2 separate regions of the Pan troglodytes genome follow, and region 1 is linked to region 2. A link is a contact called in public Hi-C data. All regions are on one chromosome and are shown on one strand. The core of a region is the stretch at or near the end of the contact, and the rest is flanking DNA. Distances in the headings are between cores, read along the strand shown.

The links. A called contact is a pair of places that touch in the nucleus more often than the background predicts.
Region 1: a contact with region 2 is called in a Hi-C map of stem cell-derived neural progenitor cells, with 4 times the contacts expected there. The contact joins the promoter of MAGEL2 here to the enhancer-like site in region 2. A contact is called at or near these places in 2 of 7 Hi-C or Micro-C datasets (induced pluripotent stem cells and stem cell-derived neural progenitor cells) and 1 of 1 datasets of contacts at active chromatin or transcription factors (stem cell-derived excitatory neurons).

The regions. Positions count from the first base shown.
Region 1 is chr16:11,543,633-11,546,424 of NHGRI_mPanTro3-v2.0_pri, forward strand. MAGEL2 (MAGE family member L2) reads left to right here and starts at 1,483. Exons shown (of 1, transcript XM_016927769.4): 1 at 1,483-2,792. The coding sequence starts at 1,681.
Region 2 is chr16:10,767,979-10,770,938 of NHGRI_mPanTro3-v2.0_pri, forward strand. The region is part of intron 13 of LOC112205572 (serine/threonine-protein kinase Nek4-like); the gene reads right to left. Among named protein-coding and RNA genes, the nearest start is that of NPAP1, 97 kb to the right of the region's middle. Within about 2 kb of position 1,378, at least 12 of the 24 cell types and tissues checked have an H3K27ac peak or open chromatin away from gene starts, as enhancers often do. A contact at or near this core is called in induced pluripotent stem cells and stem cell-derived neural progenitor cells, where this site is marked.

The sequences.
Region 1 (2,792 bases), core at 233-2,732, 780 kb after region 2:
CAGGTTCGGGCATCGAGAGTTTTGGAATGTATCCCCTGCAGATAAGGTTGGGGGGCTACTGTATCATCAAGCACCCTTAAAAATCTGACTGTTTTGAAAAGAGTTTCCTGGGAATAACAACATCCCTTAAGTGTCCAGAAAATCACTGAAACTTTACCCCCAAATTCTTCTATTATTATTTAAGGCAATAATAACATTGGGAGTGTGTACATACCTTCCCTTGGGTCCATAAATTACCAAATTTGAGGACCCCTGGCTAAGGGTACCTGGGAAGGAGTGGGGTGTACCCTTCATCATCCTCATCTGCCCCCTGGTGGCACGTTTTGTCACTCTGGACTCCTGCCCTAGGCTGCCAACAGCCTATTTAAACGAAACATCCTTGATATTTAGTGCTTTGTATATTTCCAGAAAGCTTTTCAATTACTGAGATTATCACTTCCTCTCACCATAAAGTTGTATAGCACTGCCCAATAATACTATTGTCATCTGCTTTATCTGTTAATACTTGATTTGTCTCATATTTAAACTGATTTTTGTCACGAGAAGTTTCCCCAGAAATTTTGTTATTCTTTGCCTGTTTTTCCTATATATCCAAATATATCAATTTTTGATCTATTTATATACCCATTTTGTTATCTTCAGGTGTGTTATTTGGTTTTCATTTTTAAAATTTCTTTCCCATTCTGCAGATGAAAAATACTGAGAAAACTACTCTGTTCCTGCATCCGAGCCATTCCACAGGCAGTTTTCCCATACTAAAAATGCTGTCTTCCACTGATTTGTGGCATGTCTCAGTTCCGTGACTTCTTTTCCTCTCTCTCTACTCGCTGCTATTCCTTTTCTCCATGTGTTTCTAACATGCCTGTGTTCTTCAAGACCTAGTGCAACCACATTCCCTCCCACAACTCTATTTTCATGAGGAATAGCCAAGCAGGACTCCCAAGACATCATACAGGAGTGCCTACAGGGTATCTCTCCTTGGCAGTCCCACAGTACCGCAAATGCCCTGTGTCTGCCAATACTCATCAGCCTCTCTTCCCGTGTGCCTCTCCTGGGACCCTAAGAGAGTAACAGTCCCTGCAACTTCCCACTTTCTCCAGGCAGGGACTAGTGTGCCTTTTCCATGTCTTTGACTCCTTTATTCAATTATAATACAGGTATCTGTCTGCTATAACTCCTGGAACTCTCTTATGTAAATGCACTTTTTTCATTCTCCGCCTCACATCTTAGCCCAGACCACACCATCTCCCCCCCGCCGTCTTGGATACCTTCCACGTTTCCAGTGGTCTGCTCCCACTCCACACTGCAGTACAGTGATTTTTCTAAAACATGGATGGGTTCCTGTCACTCCCCTGTGAAAAGTCATCCATGTGGAGTCTGACTGGTCTGCATTTGGGGACTGGACAGAGTGAGAAGGGATCCTGTGTCAGCCAGGACTCCGGTAGACGCCCCTATGCAATATCCACTTGTGGTGGTCGGGGGCGGGGAAGGGGCGGGATTGAGCCCCCTTCCCCCCTCCTCCTTACTGCGGAAAGCTGCGGAGCGAGCAGCACTCACTTCCTATTCAGCATTCAGCAGGGAGGGAGCCTCTGAACAGCCACGTAGGCATTCTCTTCTCTCTGGAGGAAAAGGCCCAGCAGCTGTCCGAGGAAAAGACCCACCAGCTGTCAGCAAAGGGACATGTCGCAGCTAAGTAAGAATCTGGGTGACTCGAGTCCTCCGGCGGAGGCCCCGAAGCCGCCTGTCTATAGCCGCCCTACGGTTCTGATGCGGGCCCCGCCCGCTTCCTCCCGGGCTCCGCCAGTCCCTTGGGATCCACCTCCAATTGACTTGCAGGCTTCATTGGCCGCTTGGCAGGCACCTCAGCCTGCCTGGGAGGCCCCACAGGGCCAGCTGCCCGCCCCGGTGGTTCCGATGACCCAGCCTCCTGCCCTAGGGGGCCCGATAGTCCCGGCTCCCCCGCTGGGGGGCCCGATGGGTAAGCCTCCGACTCCCGGGGTCCTGATGGTGCATCCTCCACCTCCGGGAGCCCCGATGGCCCAGCCTCCGACCCCGGGAGTCCTGATGGTGCATCCTTCAGCTCCCGGAGCTCCCATGGCCCATCCTCCTCCTCCGGGGACCCCAATGTCCCACCCTCCCCCTCCGGGAACCCCAATGGCCCATCCTCCTCCTCCGGGGACCCCGATGGCCCATCCTCCTCCTCCGGGGACCCCGATGGCCCATCCTCCTCCTCCGGGGACCCCGATGGTGCATCCTCCTCCTCCGGGGACCCCGATGGCTCATCCTCCCCCTCCGGGGACACCGATGGCTCATCCTCCCCCTCCGGGGACACCGATGGCTCATCCTCCCCCTCCGGGGACACCGATGGCTCATCCTCCCCCTCCGGGGACACCGATGGCCCAGCCTCCAGCTCCGGGAGTCCTGATGGCCCAGCCTCTGACTCCGGGAGTCCTGATGGTCCAGCCTGCTGCTCCGGGAGCCCCGATGGTCCAGCCACCTCCAGCAGCCGTGATGACCCAGCCTCAGCCTTCAGGAGCACCGATGGCCAAGCCTCCAGGTCCAGGAGTCCTGATGATTCATCCTCCAGGTGCGAGAGCTCCGATGACCCAGCCTCCAGCTTCAGGAGCACCGATGGCACAGCCGGCGGCCCCACCTGCACAGCCGATGGCCCCACCTGCACAGCCGATGGCTTCTTGGGCCCCGCAGGCTCAGCCTCTGATCCTGCAAATCCAGTCTCAAGTTATAAGGGCTCCTCCGCAGGTTCCCCAGGGCCCGCAGGCACCCCCAGCGCA
Region 2 (2,960 bases), core at 128-2,627:
ACAGTGTTGCATAAACACTAAGGTATTTTTATGGGAAAAAGAAACAAAACTTAGGTTAAAACAAAGTTAATACGGCCGAGCGCGGTGGCTCACGCCTGTAATCCCAGTACTTTGGGAGGCCGAGGCGAGCGGATCACGAGGTCAGCAGATCGAGACCATCCTGGCTAACATGGTGAAACTCCGTCTCCATTAAAATTAAAAAAATTAGCCGGGCGTGATGTCGGGCGCCTGTAGTCCCAGTTACTCGGGAGGCTGAGGTAGGAGAATAGCGTGAACGCGGGAGGCGGAGCTTGCAGTGAGCCGAGATCGCACCACTGCACTCCAGCCTGGGCGACAGAGCGAGACTCCGTCTTGAAAAAAAAAAAAAAGAAAAAACCAAAAACAAAGTTAATACAGGAGCAAGAACCAAAACAATGATAGGAAGCCTAAAAAGGAAAATGTTTACGGGTAAAACGCAGGTTAAAGGTTTTCTGCGGCACAAACGCCAGATAGGAGACTCCTAGCAGACGCCATAAGCCGAACAGACTCGCCCGGAAACGGAAACGGTGACGGGAGACCAGCGTCATCCACGCCACCGGAGCCGCGCAGGCGCGCAGTGGATCGGCTCCTGCCGGCCACCGTCTTCCCCCTCTGTCATGTGACCTTCCCACAGCGCACTGCGGGCTGTTTCGCTGCGCCGAACAATGGCGCATTTCTTGCCACCATCCCTGTGAGATCGGAGTAGCTGGGCTTTGCGGCACAGCTCGCTCCGACAGACGGTCGGGACCCCGGCCCCGCCACGTATACTTGAGCGAATACGTCCGACATCTATATCACATTAGAAAACATTGAAAGAGTAATAACCAGTTAAGGCTGTAATCTAAGAAATTACATTCATCTTATGAACTGTAGTGCTACCAAAGAGGAGCGTGATGTATATGGAAACACACGGTGCCGGGTTTAATGTGACAGTGCAAAATCAGCTGAACTCGTTTTACAGTCACATCCGAAGTATGATTCCGTGCATAGTAACACACTCCTATACATCCATGTTTGTAAATGAAATCAATTAGCGTAATGGGATTCACTTCGACCTTTTAACCCTTGCGTTAAATGACAGGAAATGTGGTCTTGGGCCAGGATTCCCTGAGTCTTTACTGGGAATGGTTACCAATTGCATTTCACCCCTAACCCCTGCAGCAATTATGAATTATGTTTCAGTTTTTAAACGAATATAAGAAAAATCCTACTCAAATGAACACAGCAGTTCCTGGATGCTGGGCCGCCATCTGTTTTGTTTTGTGTTTTTTTTTTCCTCTCCTGAATTTATTAAAGCTGCCATCAGCCCCCCTTTCTGTTGATGCTAGATGGCGCTGTGAGCACAGGGGTCCCTCATGCCCAAAAACTACAGTATAGCAGGTACTTCTGCAATGCAAGTAAGGAGGGGTTTAGGCGTGAAAGCAATCTATGCTTGGTACTGAAATTCGTTTTCTAGGTGGAAAGTTCCTTTTCTGATTTCCTATTTTTCACAGGGAGGTCCAACTGAGTCAAGAGAAGCTTCTACCTTGAAAATACTAAAATTTTGTGTGGACTCTTTTCCAGGACTTTAGGTTGTCTATTTTCATCACCCATAACTTTTTCTTTGCCAATGCAGGGGCTGAGCCTCAACCCCACATAATTTCTTAAAAATCTAGCCCTGACATAGATTTGTAACTTCCTTCATGTGTTCTGAAATTGCTATTCTTGTGATGCCTCAAATATTTTGACTTGTATACATGTCGTGGTTTCTACATGAATACTAATCATTCTTTTGTCTTTCCCAGCTTAAATTTGCATCGTTTTTCAGCTACTTATTCATGTTTTCAATCTTAAATTACTTCCTGCAGGATACCTGCAGTGACCATTTAAATTAGTGTTGTATGCACATGCATTTTGTGGATTTCCACATAACTATGCAGCCTCTCTAATCTGATTTTTATTGCCTATATGTTCGAATATCAGCTTGACTGATGTCTCAAATATAGGAGAAATGTATGTTTGTTGTTCATTTGTCCATGCCTCACATGTAGCAATATATATACCACATGGTTGTCACTAGATTTTCTTAGTTTGCAAAAATGCATAGGTGAAAATCAACTGTCTTCCCTTATAGCGATAATGAAAAATTGAGCATTGAAGTTAAAATATATTTACAGCAGTATAAAAATGATATTCTTAGAGATAAATCTGGCAAAAATTGTACTCTGGGAATTAGGAAACACTGATGAGATTAGTTTTAAAAGATCTAAATAAATACAGCGATACACTAATTTCATGAATTGGAAGGTCAATATTAAGAGAGCGATTCTTACATTTTAATCTATGCATTCACTAAATCCTCAATCAACATCCCATTATGATTTTTTTTGTAGAAATTGACAAATAGATTCTAAAATTTGTATTAGAAAGTAAAAGTAGAATAGCCAAACACATTAAGAAAAGGAGGAACAATGTTGGGGTACTCACTTTACCTATTTCAAAATTTAATATAATGCAGTATTAGTACAGATAGTGTGCTTTGGTGTAAGGATATATATTTAGATAAATGAAACAGCTTAGCACCCAGAAATAGACCTACACGTATGTGGTTGGTAGATTTTTGACTCATGTTCCAAAGAAATTTAATGGAGAAAGGACAGAGTTTGCAACAAATGATTCTTGAACAATTGAATATTCATATACCAAAAATAAAAACCAAAATGTTCACCCTTATTTTGTAGTAGATATTAAAAATTATTCAAAATTTATCATAGATTAAAATGTAAAACCTTAAGATAGACAATTTCTAAAAAACAGCCAGGCGCAATGGGTCATGCCTGTAATCCTAGCACTTGGGAGGCCCAATGGGGTGGATAACTTGAGCCCAGGAGTTTGGGTGCAGCCTGGACAACATGATGAAATCTTGGCTGTATGAAAACACAAAAAAATTAGCCGGGCATGGT